2 separate regions of the Gasterosteus aculeatus genome follow, and region 1 is linked to region 2. A link is a contact called in public Hi-C data. All regions are on one chromosome and are shown on one strand. The core of a region is the stretch at or near the end of the contact, and the rest is flanking DNA. Distances in the headings are between cores, read along the strand shown.

Region 1 (5,652 bases), core at 377-2,876, 130 kb after region 2:
AAGTAGAAGCCCTCCTCTCTGACCAGCATGCTGTCCCCATCGGCCTCCAGGGCCGAGCCCCTCCTCAGACCGGCCTGCCAGGGGATCCCCGTGTGCGGCTCAGAGTTATATTCTGCACCCGGGAAAACAACGAGTCCATCAGGGAACGCGTCAAATCATCACGACTGCATTGCATTTAATTCATACAAATAAGTTCTAACTGTGATCGGTCCAAAGCGAATATGAAATTCACTATCAGCAAAAAAAAAAAAAGGACAAGAAATACTGCACCTTTCCTGAAGGTTCTCCGGCTATTGTTTGCCAACAACTGCAAGCAAGGCTGAGCAACTGTAAGAAAATATACAAGAACATGTTCATGCGGGTCACAGGGTTCCTTACAATCTGCATGCTGCTTTTCCCATGTTGGTCTCTTTTTCCCTTTTCTGGGCCATATTCCATTGACAAACTGCACTATTAAGTGGCTTGAGCTGATGGTCGAGCATCAGAGACTTTAAGTTTTAAGTGGTCATCAGGTCATCCGACTCAGCTTTGTCTACAGTGGCATTCGTGGGAGGGATTCCTTCCTTTTCTGCAGGGTCCGTACAAATTGTGAAGCTCATTTGAGCAATATAAATAATCGAACGGAAAATGTTGGCATACAAAATATCATGAGAATAAGGAATGGATTAAAGAACTTAATCACCACATTAAACACTGGAAAGCTTTTTCAGAATGACTCATGGTTTTGAAAAAAAACCCTCACTAATCTTCACTCTATTCAAACTAAAAGAAGCCGGTTCCTGCAGCACATGTTCACAGCGACCTTTCAGACTTACTAAGTGGTTCTGATCCAGGCACCAATCTTTTCTTCCTCGTCGGGGGGACGGCGTGTCGAGGGCCAGGTTGGTGCAGCGACTCCTGGCTGTTTCCCCCACTGACATCCTCAGTCTGAAAAGACACAACAAAGTGTGTGTGGGGGGGAAAAACTAACGAACAACGTTACCACGCGTCTCCACGAATCCGCGCGGGCGAGGACGTCCTCGGTGACTCGCCGTCGCTCACCTGGGCCGCGTGCTCGGCCTCCCGGCCCTCTTCTCTCCTGCGGCCCAGCTCCGATTTGAGTCCCTCCACCTCCGCCCTGAGGGCCACCAGCTGGTACAGCGACAGGGCCGACAGGGAGGAGGTGGTGACGGCAGCCAGCGTCAGCAGGAACACCGGCCAGGACAGCCTGCCTTCACCTGTCCTCTGCCCGTTCCCCGCCAGAGCGGCCATCGCCGGGCCCATGACAAAAGTCTCCCGAGTGCTCACGCACGCACACCGAACCGCGCTGACCCGGGTTACAAGCGGTGGCATCAATGTTGTCCCCAGCTTTACCTCAACAAGCGTTCTTAAGTGTTGCTTCACTCTCGTCCTCCAGTAGCTGGTTCCGGTTTAGTCTGTGGGACTACGCAGAGGAAACACTGTACAAAAAAAAAGGGGGCAAAATAGCTTCCCCTATACTGTTCCGCTCGGCTAACCACACTCACAGCTTCCTGCCCTGATGGGTCTTTGACCTCTTTCTCTTTGAGTGTAAACACATGGCGGCCTCTCCGCAAGCCAACAAACAGGCCGGCTGATTGTTGCAGGGCGTAAACAGGAAGGAGAGGACAGCAGTGAGATAAGTGACAGTCCGTTGAGGGGAGGGGGGGGTGGGTGATGGGGGGGCAGAAATGCATATTATCCATGGCGGGGTCAAGTCTGAGTTTGACAGTTAAGAGGAGCCGGCGCAAACTGAAAGAAGGAAGTACCAAAGTTACTCGGCAAAACCAAACGGCGATTCTCAGAATTTAAAAAAGTGAAGTGATGCCAAGTTAAATAAATGAGTTTAGAACTGTTCAAAAACATTTTTTTAAAAAGCTTGTATAAAATAAAGATCTAACAGAACGAGCAATTTCAATGTATCAATTTATTGCTTTACAGTACAGAAAATAGAAAGTGAAAATGTGCACTTACAAAAGAAGTCGACATTGTTTTAAAATAGAAAAGAAACATACGTAAGTGAAATGGAAAAAAAATCACTCAAACAGACGGCTTCATACTGAAGATGAATCATTCACATGTCCGACTCGTCACGTGTTTTCTGTGAGTCATTGTAGATGAACACAAATATAGTCGACACTGTTCAGGTGCGTTACAGACTCAACATGTCACATGCCGGCCTGCAAATCCTAAGTTATGGCAACACTTTGGACAGCATCCATTTCACTATTAACAATCATAAGAACATATTAAATATGTTCCATAGTGCATTTGCAGGGTACCCGGTAAATTAAAAAAATGAAGACATTCATTTTGATTCCATTTCTTTTTGTCAACATTAGACAGTATCAATACACTTGGATAGGAAAAGAAAATCAAAGAAAGAAATAATTTTTCTTAAAGCCAACTGAACAATAAATCAAATGAATGATGAGTTGCATCTTTTCTTAAACCGAGAGCACAGGAGAAGCGAGTAAAACGAAGTATCTGCAGCCGAGTGCCTCAATCCTACTTTGGTTGAACTTAGATTACACAATGACAACCATTTGTTGGGAGAAATCCCACTCGTGTTTCCTGCTCGAGGCCGAAAAGTCACGAGGAGGAAGAGAAGAGCATCTATGTGTTACTTCTTGTAACGCACACTTCTTTCTGTACAACCGGTTCGTAGCAGCCTCGAGGCCGTTTGAAGCTCAGAGACAAACAAATGTGTTTGTTCAGTTTCAGTTTTCTTACTCGTCAGAAACAATCAGTTATGGCTGAAGAGATTCACATTTAAAGGCTTTAACACCAAAAACTAAAGTTCTTAAAGAATGTTGATATTTGTTTCAGGACTATCTTAGTAAAATACTCAAATACCAAAACTTGCATGTATGATGACTGTTATTGATCCTCCTTTTTCTTTCTTTTTTAATTTATGGTACCATTGAGTATCTTTCCGTGTCAAGTGGTCCAATTGAATTGTAAATGCCCTGCAGAATATCACATGTAAGGTTCATTTAGCAGAATACCATTGTAAAAGATGAAGGAATCTTGTCTGCATTTGATAGGATAAGGGTGCACTTCTAGCTGCATCAGTACAGTAAGTAAAATACCAGCAAACTCTTTTTTCATTGCAGAAGATTCCCCCGAAATTCATGCTCATAGGAAGTTTCTACTTTAGATATTCACATAATTTGCTGTTTATGCTCTATACTCGCCATCAAGAAATATTTTCCTGGTTATGTTGGATTGTACGATGGGAGTTTCAATCTAAATCAGTTCAAAGGCTTTTTTGCAACACAAAATGTATATTCAGGATTTTCTGGACTGTATTTTCTTTTGACCTGGAGGAACAATAACACATGGGAAAGTACACTTGATTCGTCTCTTACAGAGACGGCTTAAGTCTCATATTGTCCTCTGCTCAACTTTGGAATATTCTTTTGCATTAAAGAGACGACTTGGAAGTGACCAACATTTCGTCAAGATCAGTAAGGACAGGAAGATTACAGCAAGCAGCAATATGTCAGTATACAAGTGATCATGTGTTATAGTGTCGAGCCAAGATAGACTTGAATAGATCTGCACCCATCATTTATTAACAAAACCAAACACAAGAGCAAAATTGTCCTCAACAAACCACAGGGGAAAGTTAACCATATATGTGTAAATTGATCAGTAATATGTCTTGTCAGGAAGATGCAATGATGATCCTCAACAATTTCAGAGAAAAAAACCATCCTGATCCTCCTCAGGTATTACACAGGAGATGTTAGCCTACTCGGGTAAAACACAACAAAAGGTATGTATTCATGGAGATATATACAGATTAGGCCTAAATATTGTCAGTGTCTTATTTTGGTTGCCAGAACAAGTGTTTTTTTTTCCCAATTCCAGTCAAATCAGTATTTACTGAAATATCGTAGTGGCTCATATAGTCATCAGACTATGAGCAAATGTTCCAGGGGTTTTTACTCAGGAAAGACCCTGATAACAGCAAGTCGTCTGCGGTTGTGACAGGTCTCGCAGTCTGGCTTCATTTGTCTAAAGGCATAAACATGCCTTCATAGCAACAACACAAAATAAGCCATGAGGGAAGTTTGTTGCCCTCCTTTGACGCCATGAAATAGTCAAATTATGTTAAAAGATATATTTACAGGAAGTGAAACAGAAGAAAGTGAAATCCAGACAAAAACAGAAGCAAATGTACATTCTTTCCAAATAAAAGAGCCTTTGACAGCAATCACTCCGGCTCATCACTTGAAGTCAACAAATCAAATGATTTTGTTCAGATAATGGTGACACTAGATGAGGGCTGAGCGCTCTCCTCGTGCGCGTGGCTCTTCAGCAGGTCTTTTGTGAACTGCTCCAAAGCAGCAAAGTAGCCCTGACACTGCCACGTGTCGTTGTGCGTGCCCTCTGGAAAGATAGCAAGACGTTTAGTCCGCGTGGGAGACAGATCATAAAGCTGTTTCATCATGACGGGGGGGATGAGCTGGTCCGACAGACCGGACACAAACAGCGAGGGCATGCGGCACAGCGCGACCTGTCGATAGGACAGGAACTGATTCCTGTAGCACCACAAGGGCAGCAGGCGCATGGGCAGGAAGGAGAAGAGTGTAGCCGCCATGTGGGGGATGCTGAGGAAGGTGTTTTCAACAATGATGGCGGCTACGCGGTGAGGGTTGACCGACGCCAAGCGCACGGCCACGGCACCCCCCAGCGAGCGGCCAAAGAGCACGACCTTTGTCTTGTCCAGGTCAGGGCGGGTCATGACGTAGTCCAGCGTGGCCTCGGCATCCAGGAACAGCCCGTCCTCGCTGGGCTCGCCGTCGCTCTTCCCGTAGCCGCGGTAGTCCACCAGCACCACATTGGCTTTCAGATTGACCAGCATCAGCAGGGCGTTTGGCACCCTGTGGCCAATATTACCTGCATTACCATGGAAATAAAGGATGGTAGGCGGAGCAGAGGAAGTGGGGCTGCTTTGATTGCCAGGGTTGACTCCAGGAGGCTGGTCGCCTCCTGTGTAGCGGAGCAGGATGAGGTTAAGCTTCACACCGTCCTTGGTGCGAATGTACACGTTTTCATGGGGGATTCCCGTTGGCATGGGAACATAAAGGCGAGAGGAGGGGGGCTGGTCGGGGAAATAGAGGAGCACGTCCTGAAACTTGTAGAGAATGCCTGCCACAGAGGCCAGGATAAGAGCCAGGAGGAAGAATCCCCCATACAGGTGGAAGGTGAGGATGAGGGCCAAAAGAGAGACTCGACAAGCACCCCAGGACCAGGAGGCCAGAGTCAGGGTGCAACGCTCGATCGCCCCCCACAGCCTCCAGGGCTTCTCCATGGCGATCCGAGAGCGGAGTCAGACGACACACACTCTGCAAATAAAGAGCAAAGAAAGCGCGGGGGAGAGAAGAGAGAGGTTCAGTTTAAATGTACATAGCCGAGGATCGAGTGATTCTATAAACAAAAAGAAAACTAAATATACATTTAAAAAAGGGATACAGAACGCTCTCCATTACCGCATTAATTAGTGAATTTGTTTGTGATTATTTCAAATTAAAAATGACCCAACCATCAGTGTCCAAAGTGATGGTTGCCAAATCCAATGGAGGAAGGAATATATCACATTAGAGACTCTTTACTATCAAGTAATTATACTAAAATCTGGTACAT
Region 2 (5,811 bases), core at 2,784-5,283:
ACGAAAGGTTACAGAAAGATAAGAACGTCTATGTTGTTCTTGTCGTTACTCCTCAACCACTCATTCATTTTTAGGACCCAGAGGACACCCCGGCCCCACAGGACCTGACGGTGTCCCGGGTCAAGTGGGTCACCCCGGCCCCTCGTCCATGGATCACGGATTCCTGGTGACCCGCCACAGCCAAGCGCTGGACGTTCCCGTCTGTCCGCAGGGAACCTCGCTCCTGTATGATGGCTACTCGTTGCTCTACGTTCAAGGCAACGAACGCTCCCACGGACAGGACTTGGGTGAGAAGTAATAAAGCATAAAAAGACAAAATGGGGGAAAAAGCATTTGCGGCTTTAGTTCCATGTCTCCCTTCTCTGTGTTTTAGGTACCGCGGGCAGCTGTCTAAGGAAGTTCAGCCCCATGCCCTTCCTGTTCTGTAACATCAACAACGTGTGCAACTTTGCATCTCGTAACGACTACTCCTACTGGCTCACCTCCCCTGAGCCCATGCCCATGAGCATGGCACCCATCACTGGTGAAGGCATCAAACCCTTCATCAGCAGGTACCTGCGCATTTCTGTGTGCACTGTTCTGTTTTAGGTATTCATGATGCTCATTTGACCCGCTCCTCGCCTACGTGTGTGTGTGTGTGGACAGGTGTGCAGTGTGTGAAGCTCCAGCCATGGTGATGGCCATTCACAGTCAGACCATCAGGCTCCCAGAATGCCCTCGCGGCTGGGATGCTCTCTGGATTGGCTACTCCTTTGTCATGGTGAGACAAACCGGATCAGGTTCAAGAAGGCATTTGTTTCTCTCCAGCATTGAGTTGATAGACGGTGATTAAAAAAAAGGATTATTTTCCGTGACAACGTCAAGAGGAAGAGCAGACAGCTAATATAACTCAGAGTTGAATGAACTAATTACCGCATGCTGTAATGTCAAGTACAGATAGCGTGTCTTACCTTAGGACACACCCACCCCGATCTGCACAACTCTCCCATTTATCCCACCCTCTCTAGCAATGGCAGTACGATCATATTAATTCACACATACACAGTGCATCTGTCATTACTGAGTCGGTGGAAGAAAATCTCCTTTGAGTAACTCTTTTTAGGGACAACTTTCAGACATTGATCAAAAACTCTCTTTGCGATATGCTGAATTTGACTTATGAGCATTTCTCACTGTGTGTGTGTGTGTGTGTGTGTATAGCACACCAGTGCTGGTGCTGAGGGCTCCGGTCAGGCTCTGGCCTCCCCTGGATCCTGCCTGGAGGAATTCCGCAGTGCTCCATTCATCGAGTGTCACGGCCGTGGGACCTGCAACTACTACGCCAACTCCTACAGCTTCTGGCTTGCCACCATTGAAGACAGTGAGATGTTTAGGTGAGACAGAAAAAGTCAGACATTGTATTTCTTGAATCCCCCCACTACATTAAAGAGTAGTGGGGTAGTAGTGCTATTTATCAATATTACGGTTTTGGTAGTATTGAAGTAGTATAGATATCAGCCGTTAAAATGTAGGCCCTCCCTCAAATAGGTCCGCTTCCTCTTTCTCACCTGTTGCTGTTCAAACCACCAGAAGATGTATTTGTAAAATTCAACAGCGATGTCGCTCTCCAGAAATCATGACCCAGTTAACATCGTTGTCAGCAGTGTTATGTTGGTACAAATTCTTTCAAACAATAATTTCTGCATGAAATGAAATTGATTGATTGAGAGGAGACGTATGTCTTCCTTGTTTCGGGATGTTTTTGTGTCATCTTTACAGCAGAGCTGCTGTTGAAACACTTATATATTATATATTATGAGCTTGGTAATAATGATAATATATGATTCGGACTTTGAATGTTTTTTCTTTGCACCTCTTTCCAGGAAACCTGTCCCTTCGACGCTCAAAGCCGGCAACCTCCGATCAAACGTAAGCCGTTGTACTGTGTGTATGAAGAGGACATAAACCCCCAAACTCCAGAGTCCTCCTTCCTAACATGCGAGCAGAAAAGTGTGCGCTGACGACCCCGACCTGGCTTGCTGTCTTCAAACGATGGTGCTATTTCCCTGCGTGTGTGAGAGCGGAGGGACAGAGATGTGCTTTGCAAAACAGCCGGAGACTAAACACTACAAACAGAAACCGAGTGACTTTTGCTGCATACAGAACACGACATGATCACAACAAGTCTGTAAAGAATCGCACCCAGTTTGCCACTGCACTGAGGACACGCCCCCTAAACTGGTAAACTGGTGTTCATATTGTGTTGAGTTAGGTGCTATACAATCTTACTTATCGGCCGTTCTTTTTTTCTTCTTTCTCCTTCCAATGTCCCAGCATTCAAAGATATAGCCTCATTTTATTCTATATTTTAGCTTGTTTATACATACTAATGAACAGGATGGGACCTACCACTGGTTACGCACGCTTGCCATTCGTTAAATCACCGCAATGTTGCCGACACACATACATACTTATCACTGTGTTGTAAATATAATGCATTCCTCTCTAACATAGTCCAACATACTCTCCTCAGGTTATTATTGAAATACTTTGTGTGTTATTAAGTCCATTTTTATTTATAAGATTTATGAGAATATGTTGGACTTAAGTGTACCTGAGATTCCATTGATCCAAAAACAGTGTATCAACGTCTGACCATCAGCGCCTTACTAACAAACAAAACAGCATTGAACGAGCATCGGTGCTGTGTGTGTGTGTGTGTGTGTGTGGGATTGTGTGAATGTACATGTATTAATGGATTTGAGCTGCTTGCAGGTGAAACGTGTTTTGCGTTGTCTGCATGTATATTGTTGCACAACCCCGTCCTTGACATAACAGACGCACCAAAAGAACCAAAAAAAAGAAATCCTGTACCTTTGCTCGGTCGGAACGTTGTGTTAAATTGCTTGTGTGTCTGATCCCAAAGAAATGCACGTGTATATATACTTACACATAACACCTACCTTGCTCTTTTTTGAATTACTTTTGTTATCTTGGTTGATTTAACTCTAAAGAGTGAGGGATGATTGATGATTAGTCAAACCCAGACGGACGAGGAGGATTGTATTTATAAGTATGTGTGCAGGTTGACATGCTTTAAAAGGTCTCAACATACGATTGGGTTTTATTAATCCGTTAATATACAGTATTTGGAGATTGTGAGTCTCGGTCAGCAGGCGGAAGGCCCTTTGGACACCAGACGTCCCATTCAGAGCTACTTTAGCAAGCAAGCTATTTCTTGTGTTTAAGCTTCAGCACTGACCGTAACCTGTATTTGTTTGCATTGCTTGGTTGTGATGAAATGCTCCACGAGTACATACAGTATCAGTAGTGTTAACAGACCTGATTATTCTGGCGAATAATCTCACACACGGAACAAAAAGTCATTCGTAAACACCTTATATTTTCCAGATTCTATACTGTGTACTCCCTGCAATAAAATGATTTGTAGAATTTTCTTCTTAATTAATGAGAGGTGATATTTTTCATTTCGGCTTGTTGGTTTCAAATGTTTTTAAATGTGTGGTAAGGATACAGTACTCTGCACCGGCCACGAGAGGGCAGCACCAGCACACGTTGTGGGTGAGTTGCTGATCCGTTCAAGTGGTTCACAGGCTCTCTCTCCTTTTTATGGGGGGATTTACTGCCACGGGCAAACCTAAACCTCAAATTCCTAAAGCCTAATTTAAGTGCAGGCTCTGCTCCAACACTTCTACAGGCCGGTGCAGCCGATACCTCAGCACTTCTGCCAGGACTGTGGCCAACAAACTCGTTTGCCCCATGACAATTTAAACAGATCGATGCGCTCTGCAGAGAACCAGATAACCTTTCCTTTCATCTCCACTCTCGTCTTTCATCTATTACCGGATTCCTATCCCTTGTTTCCTTCTTTTTTTCACCAGACAGACAGTCCTTGACCCCTTGCTTTCTTAATAAACATGTCCGACAAGGCCTTGACCTCAGACCGGCCATTACAAGATCACTGAAGTGGGACTTATACTGGATAACCAGACAACACCCAAAAGGCCAAAATGTCAAATAACAAATAGAACTGAGAGCAATGGCCTAACGACCGAGATCTACGACATGTAGGGTAAAGGACACACCGGCTCCACGGTTCATGTTAAGGGTAACGTGAAGCACAACAGACAGCATGAGTTTGGGTTTTATTTTTCATCTGTATTTACAGGAAGTACAGGGATTTGGTTAGTTTTACATATGATGATGCATCATGGCAATCATAACTGTAAAGACTGTAGTATCGGTATAACAGAATAGATTTCTGGATACACACATACGTGCACAACGTGAGTGCTATGTGACGATCAACGCTGAGCTTTATTCAAAGGGGCTTTAGAGATCAAAACATTAACCTTTAAATATTTTAATCCTATTGGTTGTTTGCTAACAGTGCTAAATTGAGACTTGACTTATGAACTCAAGTTAAGATAATTAGGGATTATGCTGGTTAGATTTTAAGGCAATACGTTTAAGCTTCCGTACATTTCTAGAAGTTCATTAAAACACGTCATACTGCGAATGAGACCCGGACTCGATTCCTGTAACCTAATGTGTCATGTTTTTTAGAATGTGTTCGCGGTACAGTGTAGGAGTGTGCCAGGAGGTCAGTGTGACCCTGACCTTTTTCCTCAGTGGATCAACCTGAGGGGCCAGAACCTCCACAAACCCGAATACGGATTAACTCCCAGCACAGCAATGCGCAATGCAAAAATGAACAGAATTCACACGGGTCAAACACCCTCAAAGTGGAACGGAGGAACCAGTGCTTGCATCGGTCTGGGATAAGAGCTACGGAGGTGAGCACACTGAGGGCTTTAGTGAAACAGCTTTGTCTTTGTTACACAAGGATTGTGTGTTACTACTTTGTGTCTTTTTCACACCAAGCAGAATGTGAGGTTGATTTCAGTGGCTACAGCGAGCTGCAGCATTGGAGAGAAACTAATGGCAGAGAACGATGTCTCTTTCTCACCCTCACGACACACACAACATGCTGAAAGGAAGGTGAAATTGTGAACAAAAGTCACTTAGTATTCTGATGTTAATGCGACTGGAGTCAGTGTGGTACCTCACCTGCCAACGGTAGAGCTCATTAATGGGTAGAATAGTCTCAACCAATCACGGTTGGTACATGGACAGTTGCCCATTTGAAGTCTTTAGACTTCGGTTTCATGATTGAATTTTTTAGGTTTCTTTTTTGCATAATTGGTGATGGAAGCAGCTGGATTGGCTGAATCCTTAAATCTCTGAATCTGATTGACAGAAATTCTTCTATTGCATTGCGTATTACTTCATCATGATTTATGTTGCTTAAAATGTAAAAATATACATAAACAACAGCTTGTGGAGGTTTGTGACACCTTGATTTCCGCTCTGTGGAATTGAGCTACAGGCAGTAGTTGTTTTTCTTGTCCCTAACAATCATGTTGTCTTCAACATCGCAAATTGATTGGTCAATTGATTAGTCCCAAATGACAAAACATTGTTTTAAAAATACACAGCGGTAGTCAGTGGATACAAGCCCGTCACAGTGAGTAGTTATTAATAGAACTTCTTTAGACTGAAGACATTCTTTTTGAGTATGTGGCCTTGAATGATGACTGCAGTGCAGTGATGTTGGGTAACTTATTCGTTAGTCTGCCAGCTCGGAGATAAAAACAACAAAGCTTGATATTGTGGAATTAATTCACGTTAAAAGCAGTTGCTAACAGTTTTAGCATTCGATATACACGTCCTAAACTATCAAATAAAAACATCTCCTAGTTTACCGACCCCCTCACAATGTGTAGTGGTAGCAGCATCATATGGACATAA

Evidence for each region. Hi-C and Micro-C count contacts between places; a contact is called where the count stands out from the background.
Region 1: a contact with region 2 is called in a Hi-C map of whole body, with 3 times the contacts expected there. The contact joins the promoter of tnfsf13b here to the enhancer-like site in region 2. A contact is called at or near these places in 4 of 6 Hi-C or Micro-C datasets (skeletal muscle, tail fin and whole body).

What each region holds. Positions count from the first base shown.
Region 1 is chr16:8,509,993-8,515,644 of fGasAcu3.hap1.1, forward strand. It overlaps tnfsf13b (TNF superfamily member 13b), which reads right to left and starts at 1,627. Exons shown (of 6, transcript XM_078090281.1): 1 at 1,042-1,627; 2 at 816-927; 3 at 271-327; 4 at 1-112. The coding sequence starts at 1,332. abhd13 (abhydrolase domain containing 13) reads right to left here. Exons shown (of 2, transcript XM_040200818.2): 2 at 1,910-5,354. The coding sequence starts at 5,320. The coding sequence ends at 4,265.
Region 2 is chr16:8,381,443-8,387,253 of fGasAcu3.hap1.1, forward strand. col4a1 (collagen, type IV, alpha 1) reads left to right here. Exons shown (of 52, transcript XM_040201012.2): 48 at 75-287; 49 at 374-551; 50 at 646-760; 51 at 1,201-1,373; 52 at 1,863-3,444. The coding sequence ends at 1,944. Among protein-coding and RNA genes, the nearest start is that of irs2b, 16 kb to the right of the region's middle. Within about 2 kb of position 4,034, at least 2 of the 9 cell types and tissues checked have open chromatin away from gene starts, as enhancers often do.